2 separate regions of the Rattus norvegicus genome follow, and region 2 is linked to region 1. The links are chromatin contacts, called in public Hi-C maps. All regions are on one chromosome and are shown on one strand. The core of a region is the stretch at or near the end of the contact, and the rest is flanking DNA. Distances in the headings are between cores, read along the strand shown.

Region 1 (5,661 bases), core at 1,066-3,565:
GGCAGAATGGAAAAGGGAGCGGAGAAGCATTCCAGGCAGAGGAGGTGAAATTAGCAAGGACACAGAAACGTGCAGAAGACAAGGACAGTAAATAGACAGTGTGGCTGAGAGACAGAAAGCAGGGAGAGCTTCCCAAGGACCGAGAGATGCCCCCCTGGCCAGGGAAAATTCTGGACCTTGCCGAAGAGTATGTGGATGAAGCAGGGCAGTGAAGAAGGCTCTTGTCAAATAGTCACAGTCAATATTTAGCTTGGAAGAACAGCGGAGGGCATGTGGGCAGAGGGCAAGAACAGAATGGGGACAAAAATTAAGAGATCTGAGAAGAAAGACCCTGGGCAGAAGAGTTGGACCATGGATTCCACGGCCCACCACAGAATGTTCCTGATGGCTGTCTGGAGGCAGGCACTACAAGAGGAAGCGTTCTTATTTTTCTGGTCTGGGTGAGATTCACTCATCAGCACTCCTCACCCCTCTCCCCCCTATTTTTTTGCTCAGTTGGCTAAGGTAGAACCCACCTAACAGCTTTTCTACATCATATGTTATGGTTTGAAGGGGAAATGTCTTCACAAGGTCATGTGTTTTGAATACCTGGTTACTGCCTGGTGATACTGCTTCGAGAGGTTCTGGAACAAAAGGGAGTTGAGGTCCTTATGAGTACTTAAGAATAGAATTGTTAGGTTAGACGGTGGTGGCATATGCAAAATTCTCAGCACTTGGGAGTCAGAGGCTGGTGGATCTCTGAGTTCAAGGACAGCCTGGTCTACAGAGTGAGTTCCAGGACAGACAGGGCCAGACAGAGAAACCCTGTCTCAAAAAACAAACAAAAGAAGAAGGAAAAGGAGAAGAAGTGGGAGAGGGGGGGAGGAGGGAGAGGAGGAGGAGTCTTAGCCAGGTGGTTGTGGTATACACCTTTAATCCCAGCATGTGGGAAGCAGAAGCAGCTGGATCTCAGTTTGAGGTCTATAGGTTGAGTTTCAGGATAGCCAGGACTGCACAAAGAAACCCTGTCTTGAGCAAACAAACAGACAAAAAATAAAAACAAAGGAGAAATATTTTAAAAAAAACTTCTTTAGGAATTGTATGTTAAGAGACTGGCTGTCAAGCTTATAGGAACTATGTATGTATATAAAATTGTTTAGCATTGCTCACATGCTTGAAAACGCATAAAACAGGATACACAGCTCAGGGAATGGCCAGTCAGCAAACATTCATATAGCACTGGACATCCTCAGGTCCCCTTGCTGCCAGTCCTCCCCTACCCCTCCAAACTAAAGCACTTTAAAAAGTTTTCAAGACCAAAGAGCTGGTCCATTGGGCAAAACCACTTCCTGCCATGCCTAACAATATGGGCTTAGTCTCCTATGGGGGAGAGAGAGAACCAACTGTCCTTTGACCTCCACTCACATGTATTGCCCCCCCACCACAAAAACTAAATAAATGTGAAAAAAAATTAAGTGACTATGAAAAGAAAAACAAATCTTGTATTCTCCCCTACCCAATTTCAGATATACCCTCCCTGCCTTCTTAGGTCACTAGAAGCCATATTGTGTATGGTTTAATATATACAATACTTAACCCATTTTCACATATGTGCACATGTCAGTGTATGTCAAACTCACGAGGCCAGGAAAGGATGATTCCCGGAACTAGGATTACCATTCTGAGCCACCCAACATGGGTTTTGGGAACTGGATTCAGTTATAGAAAGGAGTGCCGGGGCTAGGGATTTAGCTCAGTGGTAGAGTGCTTACCTAGGAAGCGCAAGGCCCTGGGTTCGGTCCCCAGCTCCGGGGGGGGGGGGGGGGGAGAAAAAAAAGAAAGGAGTGCCATTCTAAGCCACGTCTCCAGCCCTTCAGTGTACACAGTAGTAACACTGAGATGGGGCTGTGTAAGTTAAGCTGTGGCCATTCATTAATTAATCACCTCCGTGTCTATCTGTAGTTTGTTTTCTATCTTAAGAGAAGCCTCTGTTTTTATATAAACAGGAACAAGTCCTCCTGGGATCATTAAAAAGACAGGCAGAAAGGGGTAAATTGTTGAGTCTGGTAACTTGAAATCGACTTATGTGGGATCTCTAGCTGGCTTAAAAATTTGTCTGGTTGGTGACCCTTCTTTCCGAAGCTACCGCATTTAAATCTGTGGTTAGACTCGCTGGCTCTGGTACCCTCTGATAGTTACTGAAGAAGGAAGTTCTGTGGAGAAAAGATTTGTTTACATGAATGATTATCTGACAGAGAGGAGCAAGCACAGTGGGCCGCAGGGGAGGTTGGCTGGCCAGTGGAACAAGGTGTGAGGAAGTCTTTGGCAAGACCAGAGCATTGGCAAGCAGGCAGTAGCCACCGGCTTTTGCCTTTACTAAAGGCAGGCGGGGCCAACCCCCACCCCCACGCCCAAGTTCATGGTGAGGTTTATGAGAGTCAGTGTGTTTGTGCTGCACTTGACGTTTCCACAAACTGCTCTGTAGTTGTTTTTATTAGTTTTAGTCCAGCTGTTGCATAGGGGTTTTTCCGGGCAGCCAGATCCTCAAGGCCAGTTTGGAATCTCTCATTAACGGACTCAAATCAGGAAAAGGAGATAACAAGCCTGCTTGTTTCCAGCCAGATACACCCCAGGCAGGCACCAAAAGAAAAGCCATAATGAGGTTCACACCTCCAGTTTCCAGTGCAGAACTAGCCTGGCCAAGTGTTAAGTGCAGAGGTAGGGTGTGAGCCCAGAGGGACCAGGTCTGAGGAGGAAGCCAATCCTAAGACTGTCGTTCCGCCTGGGTCCTGTGTGGGAGGAGGCTTCCCGGCACTGCGCCAGAGCCCTGGAGTTAATAGTCTCTCAATGACCCAAATGAATTCACAGCTATCTGCGACCCCCGTGTTTTCACTTCGCACCAACCCCAAAGATACATGCTTAGCTTAAGAGGAGCTTGACCTGAAGTCTCAGTGAGTGTTTTTTTCTACGAAGCTATTAATTTTACCCCACTTTACAGAAAGAACGTGAAAACAACTCGAGGAACACCAGGAGGAGGCTGCGATCAACAGGGTATAACCGATGTGTATTACTGTTGTTCTAAAGCACATTTAAAATTTTTTTTTATTATTATTTAAAGCCATATCAAAGGCAGTGTTAGTAGAACCAAACATTCACTGACTGTCATGGAACATTTCCCAGTAGCAGAGTTTTTAAATCAACTGTTGTGTGAAATTAGTTCCCATCTTTTTCATATATTATCAGTCTCTCTCTCTCTCTCTCTCTCTCTCTCTCTCTCTCTCTCTCTCTCTCTCTCTCTCTCTTTCTCTCCCTCCCTCCCTCCCTCCCTTCCTCTCTCTTAAAGTAGATCTAAATCTAAGCATTAGAGTTATTTAAAAACAGGGGTCTAGGGCTGGAGAGATGGCTCAGCACTTAAGAGCACTGTCTGTTCTTCCAGAGGTCTTGAGTTCAAATCCCAGCAACCACATGGTAACTCATAACCATCTGTAATGGAATCTGATGCCCTCTTCTGGTGTGTCTGAAGACAGCAACAGTGTACTCACATACATGAAATAAACAAATCTTTTTAAAAATTACATTAAAAACAGGGGTCTAGGTCTTACCCTTCACCCTCCAGACTGTGGGTTTTTCATCTCAGTCTAAGAGGAGTTAAGGCAAATAAAATCCGGGTTCTAGTGTCATATTTGTTCAATAGGGGAACTGAACCATAACTGGAAATCAGAAAACAGCATGTTCACAAGGTTTGTAAAGACTGTCTTGAAACATAGCCCCAGTGTAGGGTGTTGTGGTTGTGGGAGTAATAAAAGATAATGGGGGTGGTGGTGGAAAGAAAGCTATTATATTAGAGTTTTGTTTTCATATTTGCTCAGGGAAGCTAGTGGAAAAGGAGGCAGAAAGATTGTAAGATCCCAAGGCCGGGAGGACGGGGGTGAGCTGTTTCTGTACATGACAGGACTGCTGCACTCATGAGCCCATAGGAACTGTGATTGCCTGCCCAAGACCAAGTCAGTCAACATACCAGAAGGGGAGGAGGAGGGGCTCAGGAGCTGCCACTGCTACCTGAGGAGCCTGGCGGGACTGGGCGTGATATAGATATTCTGTCTGTGGTTGAGCACCAAGACATTCTCAGCACTTGATCAGCTCTGAGTCCTCTGTGCCTAAGCCCTGTCCACTGCACACAAAGCTTCTCTGACGGAGTCCGAGAGCTGTACCAATCTATAGACACAGCAATAATGTCACAAATGTTATGGGTATAGCCAACACACTAATAATTGGATTTTCCATAGGTGGAAATGTGTGTTGAGTACTGTAAATCTGACCAAGAACCCATATTGGGCAAACTCACAAGCCCAGACTTGAAACCACTTTTCCTTTGCTAATGAAAATAGCATCATACTGGCCTCTTAATTTTTATATTTGGTTTTAATTTTAAAAATACTTTGGAATTTTTCTTAGTGTACAAAACAAAAGTCATTTTGACGTAGATTTGTTTTTATTTTTATTTATGATGTGTGTGTGTCCCTGTAAATGTATGTCATGTGTGTGGGCACCTACAGAAGGTGTTGGCTTTTCCAGAATTGGAATTGAAATTACAGGTTGTTGTGAGAAACCCAGTATAGAGGCTGGCGATGGAGATGGTGTCCTCTAGAAGAGCAGGAAGTTCTCTTTACCATTAAGTCATCTCCCCAGCAATACTAAAACACACACACACACACACACACACACACACACACACACACACGCACACACACTCTTATCTGAATGGTGGTGGCACACACCTTTGATCCTAACACTTAGGAGTCAGAGGCAAATAAATCTCTGTGAGTTTGAGACCAGCCTGGTCTACAGAATGAGTTCCAGAACAGTCAGGGCTACACAGAAAAACCCTGTGTGGAAAAACCAAAAACCAACATACCAACCCAAACCCCAAAAAACAAATCAAAAACACCCCAAAACCCAAAACACAATTACACACATACACACACTATACACACACCCACACCACACATAAATTGTACTTTGCTCACACTTACTACACACCACACACACACACACACACACTACACATGTGCACGCCACACATATTATACTTTGCTCATGCTCACTGCCTATTCTTTCTACCTTCCCTTTCTGATCATCTAGGGGCTGGAGAGATGACTCAGAGGTTAAGAGCACTGGCTGCTCTCCCAGAGGCCCTAGGTTTGATTCCCAGGACCTACATGGTGGTTCACACCATTTATAACCCCAGTCCCATAGATTCAGACACATACATAATGCACAGACAGACATATAGACAAAGTACCCACTGCTAAAATAAAAAGTAAAACTAAGATTTAAAAGGAGGCATATCAATTCCATGCAACCAATTGTAAAAGAAAATAACAAAATATGGAACAATTGAGATGAGAATAATGAGCATTTGCTGGCATTAAGAAATGGTAATGGTTGTTATTTTTAACTTAAACCTTATAATATAGACCTTGTACCAGCCTTGTGCCTTGGTGCAGGTGAATGGCCACATACCCTTCCCTCCAAATCAGGCCACCCAGGCTGTTCTCATAGCTTGATTCCTGCTGTCCCCATTTCCAAGGTCTCCATTTTCATATTCCCAAGTTCAAGACCCGATCTGATCATTAGCTTTGTTGGGTTCCTTTGTGTTGGTTATAGCTTGGCCTCCTACAG
Region 2 (5,661 bases), core at 2,044-4,543, 47 kb before region 1:
ATACAGTCACCTCAGGGTTTTTTAAAGTAAACCTTAACTTCCCTTTCTTCTTGCCACCTTCTTTCTAATGCCTTTAATTTCACATGACCCTGACTGCACTCTCAACACTCCTGACTCAGTTATAAAGAAGATGAAGGAAGCAGATCTCACCCGTGTGAATGTCTCTCACAGATTCGCAAGCACACATGCTACTGGATTTAGAGAATCGCTTCCAATTCGGCAATTCCAGCACTGTACGCCATGCTCCCCTTCTCCGACCGTTCATTCTCAGATAATGGGGGATATAGAAATACAGAGGGAGCCTGTTCTCTATAAGATGACAGCTACCTGTACACGTACAGTTCGATAGCACAGAGCACAAGAAGTGCTATTTCCTCCATCATGATTCTTTCCCTTGCTCTACTGGAATATACTGTAACTGTTTTATGATTAAAACCAGCTTATGCTATTTAGCCAGCATGTGGTTGTCTCAATTACATTTTGGCAAAATATCCTGCTAATATTGGGCCAGGTCACTCGAAGAGGTCTGCTTCCCCAAGTTAGTCTTTATACATTCGTACTTCCCACCCAGAGAAACAAGAGAACCCAAAGATTGTAACTGTTTCTAGTTCATGCTATGTTCCCTTCTCAGGTCTCCCTAATCAGAAGGTTCCAAGTGCCTAGGGCCAAGGCTTATTAGCCTGTAGCCGGAAACGTGAGCCTCATTTACAATGCTTCCTAATATAACCGTTGTGTGATCTGGTACAAGTTAGTACCTGAAGGCCTCTGGGGCCTAAATGAGATCTGTGACCTCGCCCCACCTCAGAGCCATTTTCTTATCTGTGGACTGATAGGATTAGATTAACACAGTTGCAGCCTCTTTAAACTCCAGCGCTGCAGGGGTCTGTAAAAATTCCCTGCAGGACGGGGGTGGGCTAGTGGAATGGCACACCTGTAATACCTGAAATCACAGGACTAGGGAGGAAGAGTGAAGGAGACTACAGGTATGTGAGACTGTCTCAAGCAGAAATGGAGGAGGCGGAACACTAGAGTTAAGATTTGCTCTCCCAGGGGTTGGGGATTTAGCTCAGTGGTAGAGCCCTTGCCTAGGAAGCGCAAGGCCCTGGGTTCGGTCCCCAGCTCCGGAAAAAAAAGAACCAAAAAAAAAAAAAAAAAAAAAGATTTGCTCTCCCAGAAACACTACCTTATCTGCTTACATCACCTCACAGTGAAGGCAGGGGAACCTTAAAGCCAGTACTTAATGAGAATGCCTTTTTCCCACTAAATTAAAAAAACAAACAAAAAACAAAATTAAAAACAGTAACAACAACAACAAACACAAGGCCTGGGCCAGCCTCCAACTTTTAGATTTTCCCACCTCGACTTCCCCAAAGTTAAAGTTTTAACTAACATACCATTTTATCCTAATTCGTAATCTCACCTCTACCCCCTTCTGACACTGCTCTGTAGGAAGTGGCCTAGAAGCTTAAAATCTGTTCTATTTCCTAGGTAAACCCGGGTAGGATGTGTCCAGGCTAAGGTTGCCGATTTGGGGGCCCCCTCCCCTGGAGACATATTTAGCCTGAAGCAGGGTTTCCTCATCTTGTTGGGTGGGGCCCTATCACCTGGCAGTTAGTTTAAAACACAAATGGCCAAGTAAGGTCCCTGCTCTAGGCCCGAAGTTCAGCCTAAAGTCACATGCTGTAGATACAGGTTTCTGCCGATTCTGGCTTTTCTCAGTCTTTTCCTGCTGAGAGGCGTGGACAATGCCTGGACAAAGTTGCCAGCCTCCCGGCGGGAAGGAAGAAAAACAGATGGCCCGCTGGGGGTAGGGGATCACGTGTCAGACCTCAGGTTGGGACTGATCCTCACCTCTCCCATTTCCCTGCCTGGGCTCAACAGTTTTAGCGGTCCTACCCAAAGCACATGAAGGGCCTAATGGGGAAAGCTGTGTTCGTTTTGCTGAAAGGCGGTGAGAGGTGGTCGGTTTAGGAAGAATATTGACAAGAACGAAGGGGTGAGCTCTCCACTCTAGTGATGTTCCTGGATTTGAAACACAATCCGATAAAGCCGGATCTGGCAAACCGATTGTGGCCAGGTTAAACACCCAGTGTCTGGAGGGGGCGGGGAGCTGCGACAAGCGCGAAAACTTCCACGACGCCCTACTTTTACTCTCGCTCCACTAAGCAGCCTACCGCAAAACCCCAGGCCTCTCCATTGCAGAGCGGAAAGGCCATCCGTTCATGCATATGTAGGAGGATAAGTTTAGCCGGCAGCCCCCTGCGCTTAGAGCAGCCCCGCGTGGCGCTCGGGGCGGGTGCTGAGCTCCGGCCGCAGAGTGGCGGGCGGTTCAGCCACTTGCGCGCCGAGCGTCTGGGCCTGGCATCGCCCTTTTAAAAAGTCTTCCGCAGGCGGCCGCCGCCGCAGCAGCCGGAGGAGGCAGGTTCATCTGAGGACAGTCCCAGTTCTCAGAAATCCCTTCCCTGCTGGAACATCAAGCTCCCTTTGCTGCAGTTGAACAAACTGCCCTAGATTGGGGGACGAGGAACCCGCCCCAAACTCGTGCAAGGAGCTCCGGGCGCCCGTGCCCACGTGAGCTAACCTTGAAATTAGCCCCCACACCTGAGGTGGAGGTGGAGTGACAAGGGAAGGTTGCTGGCCCCTGGGGCGCTAGCCACTGGGCTTGCACGCTCCACGTGAGCGCACCTCCCTGTTTCGTAACTCTTGAGAGATTTTTTTTTTTTAAATCCCTAGGGTACCATGGGTATGAGGTGTGATGAGAAGGCAGGCCACTCTCCACCCCCACATCCTCGAAGATCAGGAAAACCTGCCCTGCGGTCCCCCTGGGAACACTGCAGAGTAGGGTGTCGCGATGACATCAGCTTCTAAACATAGTCCGCACCGCACCCCAACTCTGGGCCCTGAGAGCAAGGCGCGGGGGTGGGGGAGGAAAAGAGAGGTAGGGTGGCTGGTGCTGCTGTCCCTGGGTGGGGCGGGACGGGCTGCCAGGCCAGGCTGTGCGGGTGGAGATGACTTTGCAGGAACCGTGCTCTCCACAACTGCAGCCACGTCTTTCCCGCGATGACCCAACCACCCGGTTAAAAACCATTAATGTTGTCCCTTGCTCTCCCCTACCCCACAAGAGCTACGCGCACACGCATGAAGTCTTTCGACCCGGTGTCCCTTTCATTTATAAGCCAATCCAAGCCGGGCACCCGGGTTCGGTCCGGTGCGGGCGCCCCCCGGCTGTGGTTCTGCCTCGGGGCTAAGCCTGCGCTGGGGTCGGCGCGGCCCTTTGGGTGAGTCAGAAGGGCTGTGTTTCCTGTGGTTGTTGTGGAACAGTTTGTCCTTTTTACCCCCCTCCCACCGGTCTCCACCCCCTTGGTAAATATAGCGCTCACGTTTCATCATCTCTTTGTCCAACGAGCGCCAGACACCCCGGCCCGCGGCCCACGCCGCCTCCCTCCTCCTCCAGGCTCGGTTACCTCGCATAACCCCGTGCACTGGCGGCGGCAGCAGCCGCCCCTCAGCCCCGGCGCCGCTCCCCGGTGCTTCCCACTGCCGGACACTCCCGCCCTCTCTCATCACCTCCCGCTGCTTCCAAGTCCCCTCAAGACCCTGGTCCCACCCATTCTCTCCGATGTCCCCCTAGTTGTTTGGAGGTAGACACTCCCGTTTTCCTAGTCCTCGGAGACACCCCACGCCTTGGCCCGTTGCTGGGTCCTCCACCCCCTCTCGTCGCAAGTCGCAAGTCTCAAGTCTGATGCCATGTGTCCCTCCCGAGCGAGCGCAGGTGACAGGCGGCTGAGACAGTTCTGATTCAGCGACAGTTGCTTGTACTTAGGGGTGGGTGCTGGGTGAGCTGTCTTCTTCCCACCTCCTGCCACCCCTACCGGAGTAGGGACGTGGGCTGCAGGGTCGGGAAGAAGAGGTGAGTGGATGACAGGCAAAAAAGTGTGTGCTTGTTCTTCACTCTCCCTCCCACTCCCTGTTTCATTTCCACACATACAGCCACCCACCGGGACCGGAGGCGTCTGGTGTTCTCTGAACACCGGGAACTGTCTCTCCGTGGTCTCCTGATTACTTCCCTCATCTTCCCTCTCCCTCCCTTCGCCCATCACCCGGGGCTGCCTCCCTTCTGCCTAGAGTAGCTGGGAAACCTGCCGCAAAACACTGCAGTCATGGGACTTTCCTGCGCCCATGTGCCTCTGCTTTGCCCTTTTCTACCCTGCCCTGCCCTGCCCTGTGACCGCTTGGGGCGCGTCTTCGTCCTGGAAAGGAAGGTTCTTAAGGCTCCTAATCCAGCAGTGCGTCAGCTCTCTCCTTCCGTCTCCTCTACCCTTCCCCCAACCCCATACCTTCCTGCAAAGGCAGGGCCTGGAAGCCTTTTTGGCTGGAATACTGGGCCACCCCTAATGAGCGGCCACCTGTCTGGGGAGAGGTGGCGAGACAGCTGATAGGTCCTAAGAACTCTGCACCCGGCAGGCAAGAGAGCTAGTTTCTTTGCCATCACAGACTGTCTTGTCTCTGCCCTGTTTGTGCCAGCTGCCCCAACTTTTCCTAGTGCTCCCCACCCCCGAAATCTATTCCCAGGGACACACCTCGAGAGAGGCAAACCCTTCTCTTTTAAGCTTGCTTCCCTGCAGGGAAGAATTTCCTTACAGTTAAGCTGAATGAACAAAGGGCCCCAAGGAGGACAAGAGGTTCCAACTCTGCTGCCTGTCTGAGGTTCACCCCATTTAAAAAAAAAAACACCTCTTCACCACCCTCTGCTCACTGCCATGGTTACCACCGCCCTGTCCTTGAGCGGCACTGATCATACAAAGGCAGAAACAAACAAGGGCGTTTTAAGTGTTCTTTTAAATATCCAAAACACTGCATTGGCATTTGGGAAACAGACAAAGGGAAATAAAAGGTCTAGCTGTTTCTTGTTTCCTTCCGAGTCCGGGACCCTGAATAAATCCTTTACCCAGGGTGGCCTCTTAGCCCTGGAGGAGAGGATGAAGTTTACAAGGCCTAGTTTACAAGGAGTGGAATTCAGCACCTGCTGTCAGCGTTAGGCTTGTTCACTGTTTACGCTGCCTCTTTCTTCCCCTTTGCAGCTTTAGACCTTGCCCACAGGCTAAGCAAGCTCCACCTGGTGCCCTGTGGAAACCTTGTGGCTTTCACTCACCTTCACGCTCTGCAAGTACCACACACTTAACTCACACACAGCCTTCCCTCCCAGACATTAACACTGTTAGTGGGGTTAGCATTCAGGTAGGTAAGTGGCCCCTCTGGGTGAGATCCTCACACTCCACTGTTATTCAGGTACCCTAGACCTTTGCAACTCCAGATACTACCTTCATTTCTGAACTCTTTCCCAGCACCCTACTTCCAAACTGTCCTGGCTGGTTTTCTGTGTCAGCTTGACACAAGCTGGAGTTATCACAAAGGAACCTCCCTTGAGGAAATGCCTCCATGAGATCCTCCTGTAAGGCATTTTCTCAATTAGTGATCAAGGGAGGGAGGGCCCATTGTGGGTGGTGGCATCCCTGGGCTGGTGGTCCTGGGTTCTATAAGAGAGCAAGCTGAGCAAGCCAGGGGAAGCGAGCCAGTAAGTAACATCCCTCCATGGCCTCTGCATCAGCTCCTGCTTCCTGACCTGCTTGAGTTCCAGTCTTGACTTCCTTTGATGATGAA

What was found. A called contact is a pair of places that touch in the nucleus more often than the background predicts.
Region 2: a contact with region 1 is called in a Hi-C map of liver, with 3 times the contacts expected there. The contact joins two enhancer-like sites. A contact is called at or near these places in 6 of 12 Hi-C or Micro-C datasets (hepatocytes, kidney, liver and 1 more).

The regions. Positions count from the first base shown.
Region 1 is chr1:230,070,300-230,075,960 of GRCr8, reverse strand. The region is part of intron 1 of LOC120100003 (40S ribosomal protein S12-like); the gene reads right to left. Among named protein-coding and RNA genes, the nearest start is that of Klf9, 54 kb to the left of the region's middle. Within about 2 kb of position 2,315, at least 16 of the 93 cell types and tissues checked have an H3K27ac peak or open chromatin away from gene starts, as enhancers often do. A contact at or near this core is called in hepatocytes and liver, where this site is marked.
Region 2 is chr1:230,118,448-230,124,108 of GRCr8, reverse strand. All of the region lies in intron 1 of LOC120100003 (40S ribosomal protein S12-like), which reads right to left. LOC134485213 reads left to right here. Exons shown (of 2, transcript XM_063281028.1): 2 at 1-452. Among named protein-coding and RNA genes, the nearest start is that of Klf9, 5.4 kb to the left of the region's middle. Within about 2 kb of position 3,293, at least 84 of the 93 cell types and tissues checked have an H3K27ac peak or open chromatin away from gene starts, as enhancers often do. A contact at or near this core is called in hepatocytes and liver, where this site is marked.